6 separate regions of the Mus musculus genome follow, and all the other regions are linked to region 2. Evidence: chromatin contacts called from public HiChIP or PLAC-seq and promoter capture Hi-C data. All regions are on one chromosome and are shown on one strand. The core of a region is the stretch at or near the end of the contact, and the rest is flanking DNA. Distances in the headings are between cores, read along the strand shown.

The links. Promoter capture Hi-C pulls out the DNA fragments that hold promoters and counts their contacts. HiChIP or PLAC-seq counts read pairs in DNA pulled down with a chosen protein or histone mark. Capture Hi-C pulls out chosen DNA fragments and counts their contacts.
Region 1: a contact with region 2 is called in an H3K27ac HiChIP or PLAC-seq map of epiblast stem cells, with 6 times the contacts expected there. The contact joins the promoter of Rorc here to the promoter of Cgn in region 2. A contact is called at or near these places in 11 of 39 promoter capture datasets (the 3T3-L1 cell line, the C10 cell line, the HPC-7 cell line and 6 more), 3 of 484 Hi-C or Micro-C datasets (cumulus cells, embryonic stem cells and liver), 9 of 115 datasets of contacts at active chromatin or transcription factors (embryonic basal ganglia, embryonic stem cells, epiblast stem cells and 3 more) and 4 of 9 other capture datasets (adipose tissue, embryonic stem cells, liver and 1 more).
Region 3: a contact with region 2 is called in a promoter capture Hi-C map of liver. The contact joins the promoter of Lingo4 here to the promoter of Cgn in region 2. A contact is called at or near these places in 19 of 39 promoter capture datasets (the 3T3-L1 cell line, 3T3-L1-derived adipocytes, the C10 cell line and 13 more), 2 of 115 datasets of contacts at active chromatin or transcription factors (astrocytes and embryonic forebrain) and 3 of 9 other capture datasets (adipose tissue, embryonic stem cells and pancreatic islet).
Region 4: a contact with region 2 is called in a promoter capture Hi-C map of stem cell-derived epiblast-like cells, with 7 times the contacts expected there. The contact joins the promoter of Them4 here to the promoter of Cgn in region 2. A contact is called at or near these places in 12 of 39 promoter capture datasets (the 3T3-L1 cell line, the C10 cell line, the HPC-7 cell line and 7 more) and 2 of 115 datasets of contacts at active chromatin or transcription factors (embryonic stem cells and pancreatic cancer cells).
Region 5: a promoter capture Hi-C map of pancreatic islet shows a contact between it and region 2. The contact joins the promoter of Mrpl9 here to the promoter of Cgn in region 2. A contact is called at or near these places in 22 of 39 promoter capture datasets (the 3T3-L1 cell line, the C10 cell line, the HPC-7 cell line and 12 more), 3 of 15 datasets of contacts at CTCF or cohesin (the NIH/3T3 cell line and large pre-B cells), 4 of 484 Hi-C or Micro-C datasets (the G1E-ER4 cell line, the HL-1 cell line, embryonic stem cells and 1 more), 14 of 115 datasets of contacts at active chromatin or transcription factors (cardiomyocytes, differentiating embryonic stem cells, embryonic basal ganglia and 9 more) and 5 of 9 other capture datasets (adipose tissue, embryonic stem cells, liver and 2 more).
Region 6: a promoter capture Hi-C map of adipose tissue shows a contact between it and region 2. The contact joins the promoter of Psmd4 here to the promoter of Cgn in region 2. A contact is called at or near these places in 4 of 39 promoter capture datasets (cranial neural crest, frontonasal cranial neural crest, liver and 1 more), 1 of 115 datasets of contacts at active chromatin or transcription factors (pancreatic cancer cells) and 1 of 9 other capture datasets (adipose tissue).

The regions. Positions count from the first base shown.
Region 1 is chr3:94,370,601-94,374,740 of GRCm38.p6, forward strand. It overlaps Rorc (RAR-related orphan receptor gamma), which reads left to right and starts at 2,194. Exons shown (of 11, transcript NM_011281.3): 1 at 2,194-2,331. The coding sequence starts at 2,292. Gm38411 (a long non-coding RNA gene) reads right to left here and starts at 423. Exons shown (of 3, transcript XR_867461.1): 1 at 1-423.
Region 2 is chr3:94,784,613-94,789,057 of GRCm38.p6, forward strand. Cgn (cingulin) reads right to left here and starts at 1,870. Exons shown (of 21, transcript NM_001037711.3): 1 at 1,764-1,870.
Region 3 is chr3:94,397,008-94,401,377 of GRCm38.p6, forward strand. Lingo4 (leucine rich repeat and Ig domain containing 4) reads left to right here and starts at 2,212. Exons shown (of 2, transcript NM_177250.2): 1 at 2,212-2,474. The coding sequence starts at 2,410. It overlaps Rorc (RAR-related orphan receptor gamma), which reads left to right. Exons shown (of 11, transcript NM_011281.3): 11 at 185-1,269. The coding sequence ends at 346.
Region 4 is chr3:94,307,490-94,311,980 of GRCm38.p6, forward strand. It overlaps Them4 (thioesterase superfamily member 4), which reads left to right and starts at 2,643. Exons shown (of 6, transcript NM_029431.1): 1 at 2,643-2,799. The coding sequence starts at 2,728. Gm36010 (a long non-coding RNA gene) reads right to left here and starts at 2,564. Exons shown (of 4, transcript XR_867460.2): 1 at 2,383-2,564.
Region 5 is chr3:94,440,945-94,445,676 of GRCm38.p6, forward strand. It overlaps Mrpl9 (mitochondrial ribosomal protein L9), which reads left to right and starts at 2,392. Exons shown (of 7, transcript NM_030116.2): 1 at 2,392-2,550; 2 at 2,715-2,871; 3 at 3,643-3,767; 4 at 3,957-4,007. The coding sequence starts at 2,407.
Region 6 is chr3:95,040,984-95,045,296 of GRCm38.p6, forward strand. It overlaps Psmd4 (proteasome (prosome, macropain) 26S subunit, non-ATPase, 4), which reads right to left and starts at 1,631. Exons shown (of 10, transcript NM_008951.2): 1 at 1,525-1,631. The coding sequence starts at 1,550.

The DNA.
Region 1 (4,140 bases), core at 944-3,443, 410 kb before region 2:
TAAACATGCAGGCAAAACACCCATACTATTAAAAAAAGATAAGTGAAAAGAAGAAAGAAGAACAATAACTAAGGGAGATGAAAGCGAGCTGGTGAGGCACAGAAAACTGAGCAGTGATGGGCAGATAGGAGCACAGAAGAGCAGGAGGGGATAGCTCTGGGATAGAGGCAGGCCATTAAGGTCCCCATCCTTTGAGTGCCCTAACCTTTCCAGAAGCCTCTTTCTGACTCTGTTCCTAGGTAGGGGTGCCATCACTTTGCCTCTTTTCAAAGCTCTCCAGATTGGCATTGTGTTTTGAGAAGAACAGTATACATGGGCCTGTTTACCACCAAAGACCGTGAAGTCAGAGATGACCTAGTCAGTGGAGTACTGCCACAAACACACTGGGGTCAAGGGTTTTGGGGGGTTTTTTGGTTTTTTGGTTTTTGTTTTTTAAGATTTATTTATTTTATGTATATGAGCACACTATCACTCTCTTCAGACACACCAGAAGAGGGCATCAGATCCCATTACAGATGGTTGTGAGCCACCATGTGGTTGCTGGGAATTGAACTCAGGACCTCTGGAAGAGCAGTCAGTGCTCTTAACCACTGAGCCATCTCTCCTACCCAAGGGTCAAGGTTTAATCCCCCAGAACCCACATCACAAAATGGGTACAGTGGTAGATAGGTAGGTAGGTACTTGTAGTCTCAACAATGGGGTCGTAGAAACCCTAGAAATCACTTGCCAATCTGGCTAACCAAGATGGCGAGTTCTCCGTTCCATGGGAGACCCTGTCTCAAAAAAACAAAACAAAACAAAACAAAACAAAAAGGTAAAAGGTAATTGAGGCAGACATCAAATTTTAATCTCTATCCTCCACAGACATGCACACTCACACGTGTACACACACCCACCTATACAGACACACACATATATGTATACATATAAAGGACTTAGGACTAGTCAAAGCCTCAAAGGCCCTCAAAAGTCACCCTACACCCCTACACTTTTCAGTCTCCCTGGGGCTAAGAACGGCTATTCCTCCTAATCTTTGTCTCTGACTCTTAGGAGACTCAGCTCCCTAGAGCACTGGGTGCTACTGGTTGCACAGTGTGAAGCTCCACGGAGGGCCAACGGTGGAGAATGGAATGCTGGGAGCGAAGGGACAGCTGCCTGCCCTCTCCACGCCAGGTGCCACGTGCACCAGGTGGAGGGAGTGGGCGAGTCACGAGGCCCTGGCGTGGCCGGCTCCTGCCCTGCTGTTTACCAGCTGGAGAAAGCAGGAGGAGGGGTTGGGAGCCTCCTGCTCCCAGCCTGGCCCCTAGCCAGCGGTTGTTGGGTAAGCAGGAAAGCCAGGCACAGCTAATCAAACTCTGGGCAGAGGACATGCCGAACTGAGGCATCCAATATTCACAGAAGTCTTGGCTCTTGGTCCTTCTCAGACTCCAGTGCAGGCCTTTATGTGAACAGAATTACGGGGTCGTGGGGGAGGGGGAAGGGAGAACCGGGAGGAGGGGGGAGGATTCCCTCCTCTCAACTTGTTGGTCCAGTGCAGTTGCTCTCTTCTGCTCTCCCTCCAACACCCCTCACCTCTCAATTTGCTCTTCCTCCTCCACACCTCCCCCCACCACACCAGAAGTATGGGAAGCATCTAGAAGCCTGGAAAATCCAGAGGTGGGCAGCATGGAGTTAGAGAGAGGCAAAGCAAGACATGTGCTGGGGGAACCCAAGCTGCAGGGAAGTATATCTGATCCCATCCTGGAGATCAGAGTGCACACACACACACACACACACACACACAGAGGCTGTCTTTTCTCTTCACTCTTCCTGCCTCCCTTTCTTGCTATTCTGTCACCTGTCCTAAAAAAGTTACAGAGACCAGGTTCAAATCTCAACTCAATCACGAATTGCCCTTGTGAATTCCTGGCAAGTCTTTTCTATTCTGGGCAGCAATTGGTTCATGATTATGAATAATCACTCGTGCCTGTAGGGGGTTATCATGTGGGATTCCAAAAAACAAACAAAAAAATTCTGATTTACCTACAAGGCCTGGCAAAAACTCAGCATACAGTAGGTAATTAATAAGTACTAGCTCCCTTTCACCTGTTTTTCCTCAAGACTCCAGACACTGGTCCACTGCTCTCTCCCTGAGTCCCCTCCTGTGCCAGGACACTCTGCCAGCCACTCCTTTCCCCTGCCTGCTGACGGGCCAGGTGCTCCCTCCCTCTTCCCTCCTCCCTCCCTTGGGCCCTGCTCCCTGCCCTCCTGGGCAGCCAGGGCAGCAAGGACGGCACCAAGGGAGCTACCCCATGGACAGGGCCCCACAGAGACACCACCGGACATCTCGGGGTAAGAGACCCTAAAGCCCTGCAGGCAGGTGGAAGGGACTGTCAGGGGGCTCAGAGGAGGGGAGGGAGGCGAAGAGACTGGGAAAGAAAGAACTGGGGAGAAGAGAGGTGAGCAGAGGGGAGATGGACTGGCAGACAGAGCAAAGCGGTGAGGTAGGACCGAGTCTTTACATAACTGTAGGGGGGGGACAGGAAGAGGGCCTAGGGTAACAGCAGGAGACCTGGGAAGACGGGGAGGGCAAGAAGGAAGAGACAGGTTGGAGTGGGGGCAGGAGGGAGGAGCTGTGTTAGGGAGGCTTGATCGAGAGGATGGGAATGGGGCTGGCTCCCAGGTGTGAGCAGGCCCCTCCCTGCCTGCCACAGAACCCTGGGCAGCAGCGGCTGGAAGGGTGACTCTCCGCCTTCCTATTCATTCACAAGTGGCTGCCGTTCTGGCGCAGGGGCTGGGGGTGGGGGACCTGGGAGAGAAGATGCAGTTGCACCATGCCAGCTGCTCTAGCCCAGCAGTCCCACGCTTTCCTTCAAGCTGGTCCGAGCACGGAGTTTTATCTTTGCTGTGTGAGGCACCTGTGGAGCACAGAAAGGAACTGGGGAACAGTCCCCCGATGGAGTGAGGAGGGAGCCCTTCAGAACAGGACATCCCCTCCCTCCCTCCCATGCTTGTCAGCTGGGAACCTAGAGAGAGTGAACGACAGAAGTGCCAGCTTCTAGGGCCACTAGAGAAAGGCTCCGGGGTGGGAGTGGGAGTGGGGGCCAACAAGGGGAGTGTCCCCATGCAAGACTGCTCTGAATTGCAAAGTTGGAGGCTGGACAAGGGTGCCACGTCAGGGAGGAAACTGAGTAGGGCCAGACAGGATTAGCAGGGAGGTGGGCATGGCATGAAGCCACACCCTCTCTGGGCAGACCTTCCCCTCCCCCACCCGGGGAACAGGCTACCAGGCCCCATTTACTATCACGGCAATGAAATGCAGGAAGCCTGGCTGCAGAGTGCATCTCCTGGCAGAGGGACAGTGAAGGAGGGACAGGACATGTGTGCCAGGCTTGGACAGCAGAAGGCAAAAAGTAACAGAAAGGAATCAAAGGTTAGGGACATTACAGACAGGGCTAATGGGCTTTCTGGAACAGAAGACTGGCCCTAGGCACCCTGGATATAGGAAATGGGTTGCGGCCTCTTTTGCCAAGGGCTCCCTCTCTAGGTGTTTCCCAAATACTGACTGCATGCTGATTTCATCCCAGATATGTAAACAGCCCTGTAACTATGCAGTAACCATGACTCTCCCCTCAGCTGCTGCTCCCCTGGACAGCAGAGCATCTCTGTAAACCTCCACGAACCATGGGGTGCCTCCTCCTGTCTGATCTCCACCCAGACCCATCCACGAGCAAAGCAGCAAGGCAAAGGGATCTTCCCTCTGCAGGCTTGTGGGCAGGTGAAGCACAGTGGCGGCCAGAGAGGGTCTATCTGCAGCTCGGCCCTCCTTGTCTTCCTCTTCGCCCACCCTCCCCATGCACTCCCAGCCCCACACCTCTGCAGCTCCCTCTTGCTTTCAGGCACAGATAAGCAACCAAAAGACTGCATTCCCTCTGGGTGCAGAATATGTGTGTACGTCAAATGCACCAGATACTAGAGGGTTCTTGCTGTTCCCCAGAGCAACAAGCTGAACAAGACAGACAGAGGCTCTGTCTCCAGACGGGCTTACAATCTAGAAGGGATGATGGCATACCTAGGGCAGTTGTCTGTTATGTCAAGTGCCAGGAAACAATGCAGAGTGCTGGCTGAGTAAACCCCAGGGCAGGGGACAGGGCATGGGAG
Region 2 (4,445 bases), core at 620-3,119:
TGGTTCTCCCCTCCCTGGTACAAAGAGAAGCAGCTCTACCCCCCTCTTCTCCCACAAGGGTAAAGGCAGGCAAGCCAGCCTGAGAACCACAGGAAGCCAGAATCCTCTTAGAATCAGGCAAATCTCTGAATGGGCAGGCCCCAGAGCAAGACCCATACTCCCAAATACCCAGGATGAAAGGAACACGTAGGCAGCTTTGTCTACAAACATAGCGGTTGCTAATTATTTCCCAATTACAGCAACTGTCTTCAGACAGAGCATCAAAGGGGCCAAGCTAAGGTTGACTCTGCTTCACCGCTGCCTACGGCAAGGAAATTCACCTCAGAAGTTGTCTGGTGCCCAACGTATACCTCGTCTGTGGCCTGGGAATGTGGAGGTGTAAGTCCCCTAGTCTTTTGGTCTCCTAGGGAGTTCTGCCTATGTTTCTGCACCACTAGTAAGTACTCTAGTCTATCAAAGATCGTGAATCAAGGATGCCAACTAGGATTTCAGGGAATCAAGAGGATTCTGGGAAGGGTCAAGGAAATTAGCTGCACTTCCAGATCTCACCAGTGTCCCCCAATCTAGAACTAGAGAAAAAGAAGGAAATATAGGGCTGGAGAGATGGCTCAGCGGTTAAGACTGTTCTTCCAAAGGTCCTGAGTTCAAATCCCAGCAACCACATGGTGGCTCACAACCTTCTGTACAGCTACAGTATACTCATATACATAAAATAAATAAATAAATAAATCTTTTTAAAAAATATACAAAGAGACTACTTTGTAACAGAAAAAAAGAAGGAAATATGTATTTGCTGGAAGGAAAAATTTTTACATCAGCCTCAAGAAAGAAGACTATTTCTAGGTGGGTGTGGTGATATGAACCTGTAATCCAGGCACTGGGAGCGGAAGGCAGCCCACCAGTTCAAGGTCAGCCTCAGCTGTACAGCAAGTTCAAGTCCAGCATGGGCTATGGCAAATTCAAGGCCAGCATGGGCCATATGAAACCCAGTATCAATCCTCGTTTCACATCCCCGAGAAAGCAAACATTTTCAGCTAGTATGTGGGTCGAGGGATTTATGCTTCTCCATTCCCATTCCCCTCTCTTGTAGAATACACACAGTTCTTTCTAGAGGAAGAAGGAAAAAATTTCCCTGGCATGAAAGCAAAGAAAGAAACAGCCTTAAATAATCTCACACCTAGGAAAGAGATGGGTGCCCTCGTATTCTGACCTTAGTGTCTTACTGGCAACTGCTTTCACCTGTAGGCAAATGGTCAGGGAATGACCCCACACCTCAGCATTTCCAAAGCCAGAAGGAGAGTGTCAGAGACCAGTAAGGACTGACGGGGGCGGGGAGGGGGTAGTTACCCCCAAAACCAGCACATGCGGATATCACCACTTCAGTCTCTGAACCTCTGGCGGCACTTCCATTTGCTCCAATAGGATGAACCCTCCCCCGCCCCCATGCTGGTCTCCAAGAGAAATTCTGCCCCAAGGGCTGGCGCCTGACCTCCAGAGATTGTAGCGCTGAAATGCATGCATGCCCTGGGAATAACCTAACCCTCAGGTGCCTCACACCTGGCACCTTCCCAGCCACTCGCTTCTGACACCGTGGAGTAGGGGTTAGCTCTTAGCTCTGCCACCGCACTCTGACCGCCCTTCCTGCTAAACTCAGCACCTGTGCCCAGGAGGAGGGCATTTGATGCCTCTACTCCGGCCCTCGAGCATACTCCTGAGGACCCACTCGCATCGCAGGTGTCCTCGCTCCAGACAGATTCACTCACCCCGGTCCAGATCAGTGCTCCCGGATTCACACACCCCGCAGGGGATCGCGCTCCGACCAGCCGAGCTACACGCGCTGCTGCAGCCCAGCCCCTCCGAGCTCTGAGCTCCCTCCTTTCCCCCGCCCACCAACCTGTTACTCCCCAGGAGCTCCGCCCCATTGGCCGTCACCTCCCGCCCCGCCTCACCCCTTCTTCTATTGGTCAGTTTCCCGCAAGGGGCGGAGCAGACACCGCGGGAACCCAGAACCGGGGTCCCCAGCCCGGTGGACGGGAGGGGCGGTGGGGTCACGTGGACTGGTGGGGCGAGGGCGGGGCACCGGGGGACCTAAGAGGCCATTTTGGGGGCGTCGGGGCTCTGCGGACCCGCGTAGCTTAGCGCCAGAGCATCCCCTGGGTTCTGTGGGAAGTGCCTTCCTCGTGCTCTTCTCAAAGCAAATCTCGGTTCACAGCCCTTTCTGCCCTTCATCTGCCTCCGCATAAGCCAGAATACAGTTCTGTCGCTTTCCGCAGAAAATTTCTTCGTAGTCTCCCGATGTCAGCGCGTTCTGCATCTCTGCTCGCCTGCCTTATCGGCAATCCGAACCAAAATCTCAGTCGTGGATTCTCATCCTCGGGCTCCTGGCCTCCATAATCATTTTGCACCCTTTTTCTTTGGAAGATGTAATCACCCAATTTACATCACCCTAAAAATCATTTTCATTTTATCTCCCTATGAAAATCTCGGCCAGAGCCGAGATCTTCATTTTCTTTTGTTTTGTACGCTTCATCTCAAACGCCTATAACAGAGGTCAGCACATAGTTGGCTCTTAATAAAATGTGTAGAATGAATGACTTGGGAACCGAGTGCTGTAAATTTACACGCATCAGAATAAGCTTTATAAGCAGAAAGGAGCTCAACTACAGATTGTAAATCCATCTTTTCTGAAAGCCTGTCAAGTAGGGCTTTTGGTCCCACTACACCGAAAAGACTCTGGGGTGCTTTGCGTGCAGACTGAGGCAGGTAACATTAAAGCTGGCTCCTAGTGTCAATCGCTGAGGTATGTTAAAAGAAGATTGGCTTAGCTTACCTTGCTGGCCTCTGAATAGTTCTCTCCTTTATTTGTTCAGTAAATATTTATTGTAATATATTTAGATTTGAAGAGGAATCTTCCCTACAGCCAGCATTTCTGTGGCGTTAGCTGGAGATCATTCCCTTCCCCTCCCCCAGCCTTCAGATGCTGGGCGTGGACCCTGGAGGGGAAAGTCCACCTACCTGTTCTGTAGCTGGGTTGCTAGGTCTCCGCATTCCATGAGAAGCCTTCTATGAGGGATACAGCCCTTAAGGAGGAACAAGGAGGGAGGGAGAGAGAGGGAGAGAGAGGGGGAGAGAGAGCGAGAGAGAGAGAGAGAGAGAGAGAGAGAGAGAGAGAGAGAGAGAGAGAGAGAGAGAGGAAATATGTGCGGTTTGGGCGACCTATTGCAGAGGTGGTGTCCCTTCTGGGTCAGGTTACTTTTACACCAAAGAGTGGTCTGGAAAAGAGATCTTAAAAATAAACAACTAAACAATCAAACGGACAGACTGATGAATTGGCCCCAATACTAGTAAAGTGAAGGTAATTGAATTCTCCTGGGTACCCCTTAGACTGTATTTAGTGTATTTATAGAAGATAGAAATAGAGTAGTTATCCAACATTAAAGCACGGGTGGGGAGAAATGGGAGCCTGAGTCATCCACCATCAACTTTTCTTCCTTGGGGGATGAACTCAGAGAGCTTTAAGCTCAGATGAAGAAGAGGGGGGAAGCTTCCCCTCCCCCCCCCCCAGATTTCAAAAGAAAATCTATCCTGGTGCACACCTTTGATCTAGCAGAGAGTTTGGGGCTAGCCTGGTCTTCAAATCAAATTCCAAGCCAACCAGAGCTACACCATGGGGGAAGGTGTCATGGAGAGACACTAAAAGACCCAACCCCCCACCCCACCCCTTTTCTGAAAGAGTAGTTGTGAAAGAAGAGGGTGTTGAAGAAATTGAGTCAGATAACTTTAGACACCTGATTGCTGGACCTGCCACAGAGAAATGTGATTGATTCTCTTCGAGGCTGAAAATAATCTCAAAAAACGTGGAGCTGTTGAAATGATCTGTAGCTGGGGGTGAGGAGGGGTATGATAGAGGCCAGTGGAAAGTCACAAATGATTTGCTTAGTAGAAGATTTCTTTTCAACCAAAAGGTATAACCTGATGTGAACTTTTAGAAAACAGGTTAGGTTATATACCCATAGGGGTCTTTTCTACAGGTCATACTAGAGAGATTTCTGGTTTTGGTTGGTTGGTTTTAAAAGATTTATTTATTTTATTAATATGAGTACAGTGTAACTGACACACCAGAAGAGGGCATCAGATCCCATTTCAGACTGTTGTAAGCCACCATGTGGTTGCTGGGAATTGAACTCAGGACCTCTGGAAGAGCAGTCACTGCTCTTAACCACTGAGCCATCTCTCCAGCCCATAGAGAGGTTTCTCTAACTGTGCAGATAAAAAGAAAAGGAAAGAAAGAAAGAAAGAAAGAAAGAAAGAAAGAAAGAAAGAAAGAAAGAAAGAAAGAAAGAAAGAAAGAAAGAAAGGAAGAAAGAAAGAAAGAGGAAGAAAGGAAGGAAGAAAGGAAAACAGGTAATGTTAATGGTCTGTGGTTCAGAAGAGTGCTAGCCTAG
Region 3 (4,370 bases), core at 962-3,461, 390 kb before region 2:
TCGTGTCAGTTCTAACTTAGCCTGAGGTTTCCAGATATGCATACATCTAACAAATGGGATTGGCTGCTCAAGTTGGGTCAAGGGTCGGGGAGGCATCAAGAAGGGTCATCCTAGCTCAGTAACAGTGAGATGTGTTTGCTCTGCTAAGCACCGAAGTACTCATTCCCTCCTAACCTATCCTCAGCTGCCACCCAAAGGAAAACTCCGGAGCCTGTGCAGCCAACATGTGGAAAAGCTGCAGATCTTCCAGCACCTCCACCCCATCGTGGTCCAAGCCGCCTTCCCTCCACTCTATAAGGAACTCTTCAGCACTGATGTTGAATCCCCTGAGGGGCTGTCAAAGTGATCTGGAGGAAGGACAACTTTCTATTTCCTTCAGCCCTCTGACCCGTCTCCCTGGACTCCCTTCACCCAGCCTTTCCCTTTCTGCACTCTATGAAGGGTGGTATCCCTAGGAGTAAGCAAATCCTAAGACTGATTTTCTGCCCCTAGGCTTGCCTTGTAGGACAACAGCAGCAAGTGATGGAGAAAAGGCTTGTTATGTTTGATTTCCCATAAGTTCCACCCTGGCTTCTGGAAGCTGTGGGGTAGATGGGATAGAGATAGGATGACCAAGTCAAATAAAAAACAGACTGACAATCAGCAGGGATAAATCCAGGTACCTGGGATAAGGAGAACTCAAATCTAGGCTTGAAAGCTAATAACAGTCCTTTCAATACCTCATTGTATTTCCCCATGGGTCCTCCTGGGGGGACATGGATCTAGCTCAGAGACTGGTGGCAAGCCCCCAGAAGGACCTGTATATAATAAGAATATAGATTCCTGAGACTTTTCTGCCTTTCTTCTTCCTAGTTAAGAAATGTTGTTGACCCCCTCTGCCTGTTTTCTGGGACCTAAAATGCCTGGATGTGTAAAGAATGAGGGTGGGGTGGAGATAAGGTCCCAAGATAACTGTTTTATGGGGTTTGGGTATGAAGAAAAACATCACTGGAAAAATTAGAATGGAAACCTCTTTGCACACTTTAAAAGTGTCAGATTCGTTAGCAGTCTAATCAGAGACACACATCCACACAGGTGGAGCACACAGAGGCTCTGCCCCCAGTGACACCATTCTGTAGACTTTCCCTCTGGCACACAATCTCTTCCTTGAGGTTGCAGCTCTGAGAAGCCTGAGGTTCTAATTCATACAGGACACCAGAATTCATCCCAGCTCCAGCTGTCCTCTGTCCCTAAGAGAAGCAGAGGACCGGATACTAACCAGCCGGAAAACCCAAGGACCAGCACCCGGGAAGATGCCCTTGACTTCAGTCTCTACGCTATGAGGAAGGAAGGCAGCGCCATCCCCTGCTCTGTACCTGTGTGCTGCTGACTCCACATGATGGAGAGACTAGGAACAGGACAGGGACCTGTTTCTCCTCCATAGTCTTGCTCAGAATTTCTCTCAGTTTTGTAAAGCTGCAGACTCTCCTAGGAGGTATAAGCAGCAGATGAGAGGGAGGGAGGTTTTTTTTTTTTTTTTTTTTTTTTTCTCTCAGAGGAAGGGTTTAGCCAAGTAAACATAAATCCCAACTTGTGCCATTCTTTATAAAACGATTTCAAAGGCTGGAAGTGTATCGTGCCTGCGTGCTTGTACAAGGGTGCAGGGCACACATGTCGGGTGTTGGGAGACTTGAATGTGACTGCCTAGGATACATGCTTGCCCTGCAGTTTTGTTTCTGTGTCAAGCCAGCAATTTATCTGTTTTATAAGAATTTTAGCACACACACATACACACACACACCGCCCAAGATTCTCCCTCAGCTAAGCAATCCACCAGGGAGACTGGTGCTCAGATACCTGACACAAGAGAAATGGCAAGCTAAACTGAAGGAAGGTATTCTAGACTAAGAACTTCCAACAAATGATACCCACAGGCCCGTTTAGATTTAGAAATTGCACAGAATTGCCCTGCATCTAAAAGACTAGAGGCTGTGGAAGCGGTGTCCCGGGAGCTCTCTAGCTCCCCAGGAGGAACCAGGATGTCAAAACTCTCTCAAGCTTCCCAGGCTGTCTCCGTAGCAGACCCTGCCCCAGCCCTGGGTCCCCTCTTCAGTTCCTCCCCCGATTCGATTCGTCATCCCGTAGTGGCGCTTGCTGCAGCCCTCCCTGGTTGCTTTATTTATTTATTTTGCACCAACAGGGTTGCTGCAGACTCATTCTGGTTTAAAAAGAGAGAAGAGGAGGGAAAAAAAAAAAAAAAGAAAAAAATGCTTCCTGGCTCTTTTCTCTCCTTTGGTCTTGGCAGCGCGACCGCAGTAGCGGCGGCAGCAACAGCAGTCTTGCCAGCCGGCTGATGCGGCAGGCTGCCGGGCAGTGGGGAGTGGGGACTCAGACACACGGGGAAGGTGGAGAGGCCAAGGTGCAGCTCGGATGGGACAGGCCCCAGCCCTGGAGAGATGCAGCGCCCAACTTGATGCCACCCCCCAGCTTCTCCGGTAAGTGCCCCTGCCCCTCTGTGGGCACGTCTCAGCTGCCCTTTCCCATGGCATTCTCAAAGACAAGGCCATGTTAAATAGCCTACAGGAAAGAGAGCTTCCCCTCTACCCTAGCTGACCATTCATCCTGTGATTGGAAAACTAAAATGTCCCAGGTACCCCTGGTAGGGAGAGTCCAAGGAGCCCCCCCCCCCGCTTTTTTTAGCCTCTAAAAAGCTGCCCTCCTAATCTGTGTGGATACTCCAAAAATCTCTCTCCTAAGTGCCCCTTCACCATGCAGGTCCCCATGCCTCAATCTGGCATGCTTTAAAGTGGATATGTGCTCGAATGAATCTGTGGCTGCCACATAGACAAGAAAGCTCCATCTCCCTGAGGGGGCAGTGCCCCAGACTCTAGACCCCAGGGGAAGAGAAAGAGTTTTGTAACATCCATCCATCTCTTCTTGCAAAGTGACCAGAGACCAGTCCTGTAGTCATAGAGGATAACAAAGGAAGACTGATTAAATTGGCCACCTTATAAATAAAAGATGTTGACCCTAAGTCCCCCAGCCACTGGGCTAGCAGGCTTTGGGGACAAAGAGAAAACTCATGTAAGCAGGAGAAAGGGCGCTGGCACACACGCCTCACTGCACTTTTGCTGAATGCAGAGCGAAGTGATGAACAGGAAGTGCAGCAACAGTGATGAAGGGCTAGCTGTCAGGTGGACAGGAGAGGCTGGGAACTCTTAGTACCACACAGATGCCCATTAGGCCCTGAAAGGGGGAGGAGAGAGACAGCTGCTGCTGCCCCTTGCTACTCTTTCCCCTCCCCAAGTGATCCCACAACAGTGTCCTGTATCCCTTCTGCTCTTTCCTCTGCGTCCATACTGAGGACTGAACTTGGTATCTTTCTTTAGTTTCCCAACTGCGTTATCCTCTGAAGTGGCTGGAGGAGAGTCTCCAGAATGATTCTCCTGGAGTGTAGGAAGGAAAGGAGAGCTGCAGCTCCTCCTGTATTCTACATGCGAGAAAATAGGACACACAGCAGAAAGCTAACGCCACAGAGCCCAGAAAACCTGAAGCCTCAAAGTCCCGAGGTGCAGGACCTGCAGCCAGGGAAACACAGCAAGCAGGCCGCCTCCAGGAGTGTCAGCTTGCTCCTGCTCCTAGCCCTCTGTCATCTCATTCTAATATTCCTCCTCTCCTGTGGTCCCTATTGCATTAGCAAGGCAAGCAGAGGCACTCAAGACTAAAGATGCCTCCATCTCTATCACCATGTCCAGCCTCCGACAGTCATCATGGTCATCATCTCCTGATGCTGCCCAGGCTTCTGGTGCTCACTTTATACTGATGGGTGCTGTGCTTGTATCCGGGTGCCCACTGTGCTACCCAGTGGCTCCCTTCCTCCCACGCAAGGCATCAGGTCATGGGCTGTTTCTCCCCCTTTATCCATGCTTCCTTGGCTCACAAGCCATTTCTTGTGTCTTCTCAGGCAGCTCGGGTGGAAAGGGGTGGAAGCTCTCCCTCAGAAGCACATACTAACTAGAATCAAAACACCATTAAGGAAGGATGTACGGGAAGCTCAAGGCTGAGGACCCCGTGAAGTATTTGAGTACCCTTTAGATATCTTCCACATCTCAACCCCATCTATAAGGGAAGAGGTGCTGTCCTTGGGGCTCTGGTAAAGGATCCCAATCCCATCCTCCAGTGCCCCTGCACTCTGTTCCATGAATAATATACAGCCAGGCTTACCATCCACACAAACAGTTTGGGACACCAAATTGGCTACTCTGGGCCTTGGGCCAGGCGGAAAGAGGGCAGAGACTAGAGCAGAGCTGAAGCCTGCATGTTTCTTAGCTTCTGATGATTTGGTCAAACTAAGAACCTTTTCCCAGTCAGCCCAGGGTCAGAAGCTCTCT
Region 4 (4,491 bases), core at 1,393-3,892, 480 kb before region 2:
TCTATCAGTGCCTGTCGAGCATAAAATACACTTATATTAATTACAGTTGCCATGATGCTATATAATAGCCCTATTAAGCTTTCTTAACTGAAATTTTGTTTTCTTTAACCAACATCTCCCCAGTCCCCAACCCTTCCTCACTGAATCTGACAACCATCTTACTGTCTGCTTGTACAGGTTCTATTTTTTTTAATTATACTTATAAGTATGGTCATATGACATTAGTCTATCGGCGCCTATTTCATTTAACATGTGCAAGTTTACCCACGTTGTTGCAATAAGTTTTCTTTTCATAATTCTTTATTACATTTGTTTACTTATTTACTTGATAGTGTGTGTATGCACACATTACTGCATACATGTTCAGAATATGTTTGGAGGTCAGACAACAAATTGAAGGAGTCCCTTCTCTTATTTTACCATGTAGATCATGGGAATTGGACTCAGGTCATCAGGCTTGGTGGCAAGATATACATATGCAGATATAAAATTTTTTGATTATTGGGTCTGAAGAGAGTAAGTTGGAAGACTTTGTGCTACAAGTATTAGTATGATACTAATGATGATAAAAGGATGATAAACACACACATGCACACAGTCTCATGTATCTCAGAATGGCCTCAAATTCAACAGTGGCTGAGAATGACATTGGACTCCTGATCCTCCTGTCTGACTTCGAAGATTTTAAGTAAACCTGCCATACACATCAACAGCTTCCATCTTCTTCCATCTGCTTCTCAAATCACTGCCCGATCTCCATTTTGTTCCTCTAACTTATTCATTCTCTCTGTTATTTCTACTTCCTAGGATATCTCAAATTCCAGAAACAGTGAGCCCTGAAGGCTTGCACCCTATAATGGGAACTGGAATTAACTCACAGAGCTAATGATTTCCCAATTGCAATCGGGACCTTGAAAGATGAAATCTAAGACAAGGAGCCACCCGACCAGATCCTAAAATTGCTACAAGTTTCTGGGCTAACAACTTACATACCTACCCCAACCACAATTTGGTTCTTACCCTGTACAATCTTGCAGCTATCCCTAGCCCCTGGAGGCAGTTCTCAGGATGTCATTAGACCACTGTCTTTCTGACCTTAGAAACTCAAAAATAAAGTCCCTAATCCCTTTCCTATTGTACTCTCGCTGTTGTCTAGAATTGTGGTATGTAACCAACTCTATTCCTTCATGTCAGGCACCTCTAGCTCTAGCCTCCAACAAAAGAGAAAGCTTTCAGATAAAAATGGGTGTCTTGGCCAGGCGTGGTGGCACACGCCTTTAATCCCAGCACTTGGGAGGCAGAGGCAGTTGAATTTCTGAGTTCGAGGCCAGTCTGGTCTACAGAGTGAGTTTCAGGACAGCCAGAGCTACATAGAAAAACCCTGCCTCGAAAAACAAAACACAAAAAACAAAAAACAAACAAAAAAAGGGTGTCTTAGGTAAAAGACAGAAGAACTTGAAGGCATATAAGACTCACTGTGAAACAGAGTAGAGAACAACTATTATTATTGTTATTTGACTTTATTTATATGGGTGTTTTGTCTGTGCACCACATGCATGCCTGGTGCCCACAGAAACCAAAAGAAAGAGAGGGTATCCAATCCCCTGGAACTGGAATTGCAAACAGCTGTGAGCTGCCATGTGGGCGCTCAGATTCTAACCATTGCTTTTAAACTTACGAACCATATCTCCAACTCAATGCAGATTTCTCTTCCTTTCTTTGTTTTTGTTTTGCTTTTTGTTGTTTGGTTTGGTTAGGTTTTTGAGATAAGGTATCATTATGTTGTCTTAGCTGGTTTGAACCACCCACCTCTGCCCCTAAGTGCTAGAATTAAATGCTTTATGACACCACTATCCAAATATTAGACTATCCACAACTCCTTCTATTAGTTTTTCATTTCCTTTGTAATTATCATTTTAAAACTAGTCAATCACAACAAACGCCGGGCAATTGGGGTCAGGGGAGCGTGGGGCAGTCACCACCTGTCCCCTGTGTGCTTGCTAACTGTAGTTGGATCTTGGTGCACCCTTTGACAAAAATAATTGCTTTGCTTCTGTATTCCTTTGTGGGACACTGAGATTCTTCTGTTCCCAGCACAGAAAGAACAAATCAGTGAATCAACGGATAGTCTTTAAACTAACAGGCTCCCATTAGACAGTTTGGGCTAACTCTATCGAGCCAGACCAAGAGCAATTTCTTTGATAGAGACGGTTCTTACTAGAGTAAAAGTTGATATACATTTTCAGTACACAGACACATATGCGCGCGTGCGGAGAGAAGGGGCACCTGAAGAGTGTACCTGTTAAATAGTAGAGACTGACAGAGTTTTAAATGTATGTGCACGTGTTCTACACCCAGAAGACCAACACCATCAACCCGCACCTAGTGGTTATCCACTCCTTGTGTGTGCTCCTGTTCGGCCGAGATGATGAGTCTTTCGCTGGCTGGAGCGTTAAACTGCCTGTGAACAAGGAACTAAACTAGGCTGTCTCGCTGCGCCAGTGCAGTAACCGTGGCTGAGAGCCGGACGCAAAATCTCCCGGAACCAAAAGCGGGTGTAGAGGATTCGGTCCGCCCGGATTCGGAGAGGCGCCAGCACTGTGGGCGGCGCGCGGCTCCGCCCTCCACCCGCCCGCCTCCACAGTTAATAGCCCAGAGTCGGCGTGTGGATAGTGTGGCTCTTTCTGGAACAGAGCAGAGAGCAGCGTCCTGCCCTCGGCTTGAGCAATGCTGAGAAACTGCGCTATGCGCCTGCGCACTCTTGGGGCCACGCCTGCGAGGCGGCCAGGAGCAGCTAGGGTGAGTCCCGGGACGCTTGCTTTCGTGGGGCGAGAAGGGGAGACAGCACGACCGAGACTAAGCTAACACCTGCCCCTGGCTGTGACGGGGCTCTTGGGCTCTTCTGCCCTGAGATTCGAATCGGGAGGAGCCGGAAGGGAAAGTGACTCAAGGTTGAACTAGGTCTGCAGGGATGGGATCGCCACTACTAAGACTGAGATAATAAGAAAGGATAAGCAAGGTCACCCAGAAAACTGTGAAAGAGCCATTATTGACCCCTGGAGAAGACCATTTATCCTTAGCAGGGATCTAATCCTGATAGACTCTGATTCGTTATAACCAATTCAGGAAGAAGTAGACTTCTGATTGTCAGATAATTACTCCCTCTCTAGCCCGTTTTCATCATCTTAGAGGATGTTATGAGACTAAATGAGATAATGCAAGGGAAGCATTTAGCATACCTGGAATGTAAATCTTAAATGTTGCCTGTCCATATTTTTATCCCTGCCTTTGTTCTATTGATGTAGTCAATACTTGTTGAGCTCCAACTCACGCCCGCGTGTGTGTCCGTGTGTACTGAAAATGTATATCGACAGTAAGAACTGTCTCTATCAAAGAAATTGCTCTTGGACTGGCTCGATAGAGTTAGCCCAAACTGTCTAATGGGAGCCTGTTAGTTTAAAGACTATCATATATGTCAGGTGTGATTGGCCACTGACGATAGGTCGTATTATAGTTAGCTAAGGGGAAAAAACGTTCCGCCCAAGAAATTTACGGGTTTAATTTGGGAGAATGGGATCAGTTTGCCAAATCAAATGTTTGTATACAATGTGTTGTAATAAAGAACGACAGCTGACAGGGAACAGCTCTGTATTGAGAAATGAAAAAGAACTTTGATTATTAGGGGAGTGGCATCTCTCTCAAGCTATTGCAGCTTCCTGCTAGACAATAAGAGGGCTGGAGGCCCTGGGTGATAGACACACACACACAATTTTAAAATAATGATGAATGTTGATGTATTGACATCAGCCAGGTACCATCTTGCCGATTAGAAAAGAAAATGATTCGTGCTAGTCTTACAACAACAAATATGAATTAGTTTAATTACATGTTGGAGCCTGGCAGTCTGTGCTGAGCTGAGAACATTACAGCATTAGTATTTGCAGGCCTTTTTTTTTTTTTCATCATGCTGCTTTTGATTTAGTAACGTATCTTAAAAGGAGGCAGAAAAAGTCATAACTTATTTTACAAGTACAAGTCCAACTTCCATAAATGTATAACTAAAGATCAAGCATGACCTTTCCCCTGCTGAGAACAAAGGGTAATGATTATCCCTACAACTTGTCCTTTATTCATAGCCTGTGCTATGAATTTACAAGTGCATTCACCACAAGTAGCGCTTAGACCTCGCCTCTTTGAACTGAAAGTTGAGTTTCTTTTATTTCCCACAACACTGTGGTGTCCAGAAGGTAGCTCGGCATGGCTCCAACTGAAATTAGTAGCTTCACTCCCATTCTCTGCCATCTGCACGTTCACACTAGCAAGCATCTTTTACTTCTAACCTTGCCATCCAAACCACAAGTCTGGAATCATCCAAGACTCCTCTGCTTCCTCTTTCCTGGGGTTAGTAACTCCCATTTCCCTGGGTTCTAGCACTGAGTGTCACTTGAACCTTCTCTTCTTGTTCCTCTGTACCTAGTTCGGCTCTGGGCT
Region 5 (4,732 bases), core at 1,142-3,641, 340 kb before region 2:
GCAATTTACCCAGTGAACCATCTTTCCAGCTCTGCCTCTTAGATTTTAAACATTTCCTGTCTTCTTTCCTTTTTATTTCTCTTTTCACTTTCCCTTTTTTCTCACTTTTCCTTGACCTCGTTAGTGTTCTACATGTGATATATATTCTATATGTTTTAATTATTTAGCGTAATTATTTAAGAACATATAGGGTTTTCCTGATGCCTTGTGAAATAAAGAAGCTTTTAAAAATGTGCTCAGCACTCAGAGGATCAGAGGTAGTTCTGAGCTGAAAGCCTCCTCCTTGGGAACTAGTTTTCATGGTGCTAAAGGAAGAAAGCAACTGATAGTCCTACCTAGCTATGATGCCTACCAACCACAACAGTAACCAGCAGCATGCATACTACCTTGACAGTAACCAACAACGCTCTAATTGTACTTCAGGACCTCTCCACAAGAGGGAAGTCATGCCTGTTTCTGGAAACTTAAGATGTTCCTGCCTAGTGAGGTCATGGATCTTGGAGGAGAACCTATAACTACCACCCTACTAAACCAGCATAATCTCTAACTACATTCTAAAACGTTATCCTTCTTCCCACAGATAAGTGTAGTTCTTGCCACTCATCAAGGAAACATCTTTGTAACAAGTGGACATCGTTACAGAAACTACAACCATCAAAACGGAGAGTTGTGAAACGCACTCCCAACTGATACATCTATAATATACCTGCATCTCAAGTTTAGGGATTGTTGTAGAAGAGGAGGCAGAACAATTCTATGAAGTAGAGGAACAGGAAGTTTGCTATGAGATTGTGTCTCCTAAAAATGTCAGGGGCGCTACATCTGTGAATTCTTACCAACATTGCTACCTAAACAAGACCTGAACAAGGAGGACACTAATATACTAATATACTAATGAGAAAGGAAAAAGCTCACAAGGCCTCAACCCTAGACAAAGAGCTACAGGCAAGAAAAGAATGCTGAGAACAGGAGAAATAATCTTCCCCAGGGAAGAGCACACCAGTTGGTTACCCAATACGAAATGATCAGCCCTGAAAACATACATACGTACAAGTAAGAATGTACAGACTGAGCAGATTATATTTATATATTTAAGAATGTATAAACACAAATATAAATAACAAGGGGAAAGAGTCCATGAATCTGAGAGAGGAGGAGAGGGGTTAGAAGGAGAAAAAGGGTAAAATTATATAATCTCAAATATACAAACGTGTAAAAATTTTAAAATAATAAGATGTTTCAAAGAATGGAGGAAAACAAAACAACAAAATGGAATTCTCATCAGCTGTAACAGGAACACCTGCAGGTAGGGCAGTTTATAAAGAATGGGGCATACATTACGTTTTAAATGTCTGTTAGACATATAAGATGATGATGAATAAGAAGTTGGGTATTCCAATGTGAAGTTTGTGGGAGCCTAGGATAAGAATTTGGACATCACTGGCATATAAATAGCGGTTAGCCATAAGGTGAACTGAGAGCATCAAGACACTGGATACTAAAAAGAATGAAATTCCACATACTGAGTGCTGGGTGCAAACAATTAAAAGACTGTTGAAGACTTGTCCTGAATACCAAGGAAATGCGTGTAGGTCAGTCTATGTAAGTGCACATAAAATGGAGTGTAGCACATCTTTCCACACTCCTTTATAGACCCTCATTTTATAACCATCTATTAAGCACAAAGACTCCACAGAAGGACCTGCTTGTGCCTAACAGTAGTTTCTTTTTCTCTACAGTTTGTCTCCTGCAACTCTTTAAATATTAGCTTAAATACAATAGTAACAATATCATGGAAAGTTGCAGAGTTTTTAGAGGATCCCATCCTTCGACTACTTTTAGAAAGATTCAAGGGAAAATTGAGAGTGACATCCATATTTTAGTGTTCAGAAATTATAGCATGTCAAAATTAGAAGTGATCCCAGTACCTAGAACTAAACCAAACCACTTATATTGTTATCATTGGTTTTTATGGATAAAAATCCTCCTCCTCACCAGTTAATTATTATTATTGGTCTCGCTATGTAGCCCTGGCTGGCCTAGAGCTTGAGATGTAAACCAGATTAGCTTGAACTTGTCCTGCAGGAAGATTACAGGGTGCGCCAAGCCCCCTCCGCCTCTTTTTTTAAAAGTGAAGCCAAAAAAAAAAAAAAAAAAAAAAAAAAGTACGTTTTCCACTGTCGGTCCACGCAAAGCTCTGTGGAAAGTGGTGACAAAAAAAAAAAAAAGCAGTTCTCTCCGCTGTCCTATCGTCGGCGTGCAAGGCGGGGTTGCGGCAACTCTCCCACTCCCCATGCCCAGGTCTCAGCGCAGCCTATATCTATACCACTCAGGCGCGCCGCGGGCAGCCCAGAGGCGCAGCTGCGCATGCGCGGGGTCCTTCTTCCGCCTGTCCGCTCCGCTGTCATGGCGGCCTCTGTGGCTCCCGGGGTTAGGACTCTGTGGTGGGCAGGTGCTGCTTGGCTGCGTCAAGGAGGCATCCGGGAGCTATTCCGGCCGCGAATTGAAGGGAGTACCCCGGGGCGTGACTTCAGTCTCTCTCATTATCAGGTGAGGGCCGGCTGGGGCTTGGGTCCTACACGGTGGGGGACAGGAGTGTCGTTCGTGCCAGACTCAGACTGCGGGGCTGGGGGGCAGACTTTCCTGGGGACGCCGGCGGGGTGGCGGGTTGTTCTCTGCGGACACTCGCTCACCCCAGCCTCCCTGACCACCAGAGCACGGTCATCGTGGAGCGCTGGTGGAAGGTGCCGCTCGCCGGGGAGGGCCGAAAGCCGCACCTGCACCGGCGTCACCGCGTGTATAAGTTGGTGGAGGACACGAAACACCGGCCCAAAGACAACTTGGAGCTCATCCTCACGCAGTCTGTGGACGGTAAGGCTTGGGCCCAGGTACTGACCCCTTCCCCTGTCCCTGTCCTCTGTCCCCTGCTCTTGTTTGACGTTAACCGCTTCCTGCCTCTCTTTTGTTGCTTTGTTTTTACTACTTTGTGGTTCTGGTGAGAAAAAAAAAGTCACGGAAAATTAAAACGTGTGTGCAATATTGTTAACTGTGTAAAGAGAAGCCTAACAGTTCGCAGCACAAACAGTGACATTCTTTGATTGAACAGCTCAGTCTGCACCAGTTTTTAAGCTAGACGTGTGACAAGTGTAGTTCCTAATAAATGCATGGTGTGTGTGTGTGTGTGTGTGTGTGTGTGTGTGTGTGTGTGTGAGAGAGAGAGAGAGAGAGAGAGAGAGAGAGAGAGAGAGAAAGAGAAAGAAGGGGGGCGCCAAAGGTCCACCTTATTTGATACAGGGCATGAGTTGAGCCCCCAGGGATGTAGGTATTACCTCCCCTCAGTGCTAAGGTTATGGACAATATCCAAACTCAGATCCTCTATGCAGCTGGCACTTTAACGACTGGACCTTATAACCTGCCCTAGTAAATTGACGGTGGTGGTGGTGGTGGTGTTTGTAAGGAAGAATAAAAACTGTGAGAAAGTAAGGGCTGTCTCTTTTCTATGCCCCTCCCTTTTGGTGATGCTGGAGATGTACCCCAAGGCCTGAGTACACTAAGGCACAGCCTTTACCTGTGGCTGATCCCATGATCATCTTTTCCATAGCCTGCAGAGATTTCATCTGCCATTCCCGTTCTCATTGACAGAAATTGGAGTCCGGGGTGATCTGGTCTCAGTGAAGAAATCTGTGGGTCGTAACAAGCTCCTTTCTCAGGGACTGGCAGTGTATGCTTCTCCTGAAAATAGGAAGCTGTTTGAAGAGGAGAAATCGGTGAGCTCAAAGGACCAAGGGGTTTGGAAAAATAAAACTTTAAGGTACCTGCTAGGAAGTCCTTCCTTTTGTTGTTTAATTCAAAGATGAAGTAACAGCTAGAACCCAGAAGCCCACCAGTTCCCAGCACAGCTGGGCTGTAATTACTCAGTGTGGCGCATTGCTTCTACTCAGTTTCATCTCTTTCAGCTGAGACGCGAAGGAAAACTGGAGAAGATCCAGACAAAGGCAGGAGAGGCGGTGAGTAGGAAGTTTTTATTGATTCCTCATGGAGGTCATCGCCCTCCTGAGTCCCTGATGGCCTTCACGTCTGCTTATTGTTACACACAAGGATGAGCTAAAGTAGTATTGTGGCTGATGCTCTGTGTAGCTGGTATGGAGTCCTCTGGAACTGCTGTGTTGGGTACAGTGTACTGGAACTAGCTCTGTACATCTGCCTGCCTCTGCCTCCCAAGTGCTGGGATTAAGGGCGTTGGACACCACAGCTGGCTGCTTTTTTACTTCCTTTAAGAAAATGTGCCAATTTTTTAATTTGTTCATTTCTTCCATTTGAAATACTCAGAGCCTGGGATTTTGGGGGGGGGGGTGCAAAAAATGCCCTAGCTTTTGAGGGAGTCCCAATCCAGGAAGCAAGATCTATGGGAAAATATAAGATAAAGACTCTGCCTTTTGGGAATATTTTCAAATAAGTTGGAGAGAGAACTGTAGACACACAGGAGAAGGTAGTCAGCAAACTAAAGGCAGTAAAGTAGGAGTCACTTGATAGACAGCTGGAAAGAGGGTCTGGAGGTGCTGGGGGGTAAGAGGGGAGGGGTACTTTTTTCTTGTAGTAGTAAATAAGGCCCTTGGAATTAGTAGGTTTGAGGCAATCTAGGCAGTATAAGTGAATATTTAAGGTATGCTTATTTGAAATAGGGGATCTTATATGGCCATAGCTGGCCCTGAACTCTGTATATAGCCAAGGC
Region 6 (4,313 bases), core at 381-2,880, 260 kb after region 2:
GAATAATGAGTAACTTTCGAGATTTATATTTATTGTTTTTAGGTGTGTGTGCGGGCACCTACAGAGATCAAAGGCACTGATCTTCTGGTCCTGTCAAGAAGGCAGCAGCGAGGGGCGTGGTGGCGCACACCTTTAATCCCAGCGCTCGGGAGGCAGAGGCAGGCGGATTTCTGAGTTCGAGGCCAGCCTGGTCTACAAAGTGAGCTCCAGGACAGCCAGGGCTACACAGAGAAACCCTGTCTCGAAAAACCAAAAAAAAAAAAAAAAAAAAAGAAGGCAGCAGCAAACAACATGGGTGCTTGGAACCAAACTCTGTGCTCTTACCCACCCAACCATCTCACCACCCTCAACAAGTAACTATTTTGTTGTTGTTTTTGTTTTATTTTACCACCTTTTGAGACAGGGCTTCTCTGCATGTCCTAGAACTTGCTCTATAGACCAGGCTGGCCTCAACCCCTAAGAGATCCACCTGCCTCTGCTGCCCAAGTGCTGGGATTAAAGGTGTGTGCCACTACTGCCCGGCCCCAACAAGTAACTTGTAAGAGCAATATTTGGGTTGGACTTAAAATTCCCTTTCATACTAAAAAATCACTCATGATTTGCTTGAAATTCAAATTTAACTGGGCATTCTGGTAGTCTTATTTTGAGACAGAACCTTGCTAGGTAGTCCTGATCATGAAAACTCCCTGTCTCATCCTCCAAGTGCAGGAAACCAAGCTTAAGCCATCCTGCATTTAGGTGGCAGTGCTAGCCAATCTCCAAATGAAAACATGGGCCTAGTGACTCAAGTTTTTAATCCTACATACTCATTCCAAGTTCAAGGCCAACCTGTGCATCTTCTCAAATAGCGACTTCAAAGCCAGTCTGAGCTACAGTGTCAAAGCTCCATCTAAAACAATAATGATGACAAATAATAAATGCAATCCAGGTGTGTGATGAGGCTCATTGGTAGAGCACGTTCCCAGCGTTCACAATGCTCTGGATTCAATTCCCAGAAAACACAAAACAAAGTCCTCTTGTAGCCCTGAAAAAAAATATGTTCTCAGCTTTCTATTTATTTTCTTGTCCTCAGTTTCTAATCTAACTCTTAATAGGTACTCATCCCAAGTATAAACCTGATAAAACCTAGTTCATCCTGCTTATCACGGCCTCTTAATTTGCTGTGTGACTACAGCGGATCCCCTAAAGTCCTTCCGACTCATTATGAGACAAGGACTATTTTCCAAGAATGCGGTTGTGAGGTTTACATGCGATAAAGTACAGAGAAAAGAAAAACTTGGAGGCGAGTGGAGGGGGCAGTTGGCCTCTGCTTTATGGGAGACCTGAAATTCAGGGAAGGGAACAGGAGTTCCCGGGCCTGCGTTCCTGGGCCGGGATGACTCAGGGAGTCGTCTGCCAGAGTCCCGCGGGCCCCGAAGCCACATCTCGCCCGGCGACCCAGTCCCCAGCCCAGGCCCTCGGGTTTCGGCGCCACGCGCACCAACAACCCAGACGCGCCCCCCAGCCACGTCCGAAGCTCCTCACCAAACCATAGTGCTCTCCAACACCATCTTGCCTCCTTCCCTCTGCGGACCGGCTCCGGGACTGACAAACAACAGCACCTCCGATTGGCCTGGTGCTCATCACCAATCAAAGAACTCAGTCTTCATGCTGCCCCGCCTCCGCGCCCCGCGGTGTGTTCTGGGACTTGTAGGCGCCACAGAAATGGAAAGGTTGGTTATCCAATAGAGTTGGCTACCTTCGCAGCAGCTTCCGGAACAGCTGTAAGCTCTCTGCACTCGCCTGGCAGCAACACTCCAGTGTGAGGCAGGAGAGCTGTAATTTACCCCCTCTTCTGCTCTCTTTCTTTTGTATATTTGGGTTTTTGATTTGTTTTTGTTGTTACGGTTTGAAAAAGGATGACAGCAATTCGCTGTGGAGCTCAGGCTAATAAACTCTATTGCTTCACCTCCCAGTGCTGTTTACAAGGGGCACACTCATGCTAAGATCTGAACTGCAATTTCCAGGCCAACGTGGGCAACATAGCTACTACGTAGTGACACTGCCTCGAACACATAACAGACACTCATGAGTGCATACACTACTGTGGATATGTCAGTCCAAGCATAATCACTTAAAAAGTGTGTCAGCATCGTTAACCACATTTTAACTTCCTGTTTCCCATTGCACTGTGTTTATGCAACTGCTACAAACACTTGTATCCTCAAATTCGATTTACCTATCTACTGCCTACCAAAAAAAAAAAAAAAAAAAATCTATGCAATTCCTAACTCCAGTATTGAGTCTGACAGGATGAAGGAATCCAGAAAAGTTTTGACCAATTAAAAAAAAAAAAACAAACCAAAAAAAATTTTTAAGCGTTTGTGTGTGTATTCAGGCCCTGCAGAGGCTGGAAGAGAATATCAAATCCGGAACTGGAGTTCCAGGCAGCTGTGAGCTGCCTGTCTTGAGTTCTGGGAACCGAACTCTGGTCCTCTAGGAAGAGCAGTAAGCGCTCTCTCATAAGCACTGAGTCATTTCCCCAGCCCGCAGTAAACACCATGTAATCACCCAAGGAACGAAGGATAGCCAGCAAGTTATTTTGGTTTGTTAATTAACCTTTAACACCAACCCTTGGGAAGCAGAGGCAGGCATCTGTGGGTTTTAGACCAGCCTGATCTATATAATGAGTTCCAGGGCAGCCAGGGTTATACACAATAAGACCTTTTCTGGGGGTCAAAGAAAAGAAGACCTGTTGGCACTTGCCTGCGATCCCACCTATATAATGGAATGATTACAAATTCATGGTCATCTTGGAAATTTAGTGAGAGAATTCTCAAAAATAAAAAGGGAGAAGGGCTTAAAAGATGTCTCATAGTTAAGAGTCCATCCTGTTTTAGTAGAGGAGTAGCATTCTGTTCCCACCATCCATATGGGGTGGCTAACAGCTGCTTACAATTCCAGCCCCAGGGGACTTGATGACTCCTTCCGGCCTCTGTGGTTATTCAAGTAAACACACACACACACACACACACACACACACACACACACACACCTACACACACCTACACATACACACAGCGAGAAAGAGAGAGAGAAACATATATACACACAGAGAGAACATACACAATACACACAGACACCTTAAAAAATAAGAACTTAAAAATGAACGAGTACCTGAGGAGGGCCTCAGTGGTCAGTGCTTGCTGAGCACAGCCAAGGCCCCAATTTCAACCCTTAGTAAAAATAAACAAACCCCAACACTACCAAAAAAAACCCCACAAAGTTCTGCCAGGCAATGGTGGTGAAGGCCTTTAATCCCAGTACTCAGAGGCAGAGGCAGGCCGATCTCTGAATTTGCTGCCAGCCTGGTCTACAGAGTGAGTCCAAGACAGCCAAGGCTACACAGAAAAACCCTGTCTCCAAAACCAAGACAACAACCACAAAATTCAAAATGCTTTGATTAATTAGTACCCCACAACCCAGGAAATACAATAGGAAATCCTGGTCCTGGTTTCTAGTTCTTGCAAATGCTTTATAGATTTTAATAAAGTATGCTTTAGCTAAACTTACTTATTTGTTCTGCTTTTAGGAGTACAGTTTTTCTGTCTTTAAAGGCTTTGCTTATTTTATAATTTTACATGTATGTGTATTTTCCTTCTTGTATGTACGTGTACCACATGCATGCAGTGTCTGCAGAGGTCCAGAGGGAATCAGAGTCTCTGAGACTGGAGTTACAGACCCTTGTGAACAGCCACATGGATGCTGGGACAGAACCTGGGTTCTCTGCAAGAGCAACAGGTGCTCTTAATCTTGAGCCAATTCTCAAGAAATATTTATGGGGGTGGGTATGGGGGACTTTTGGTATAGCATTGGAAATGTAAATGAGCTAAATTCCTAATAAAAAATGGAAAAAAAAAGAAATATTTATTTATTCCTCAGACCAGAAGAGGGCATCAGATCCTGTTATGGATAGTTGTGAGCCACCATGTGATTGCTGGGATCTGAACTCAGGACCTTCAGAAGAGCAGTCAGTGTTCCTAACCAGTAAGCCATCTCCCCAGCCCTTAATAACTTTTAATTTTCTTTAATTATCTGTATTGGCTGTGTGAGAGTATGAACATGTGGGTCCAGGCACCCTCAGACACCAGGTGTCAGTTCCCTTGGAGCTGGAGTTACAGGTGCTTCTAAGGTTCCATAGAGTGCTGGGAAGCAAACCTGGGTCTTCTACGTGAGCAGCAAGTACTCTGAACCATGGAGCCATTTGTCCAGCCCCTATTTATTTGTGAAGATGTATTTTGTGTGTGTGTGTGTGTGTGTGTGTGTGTGTGTGT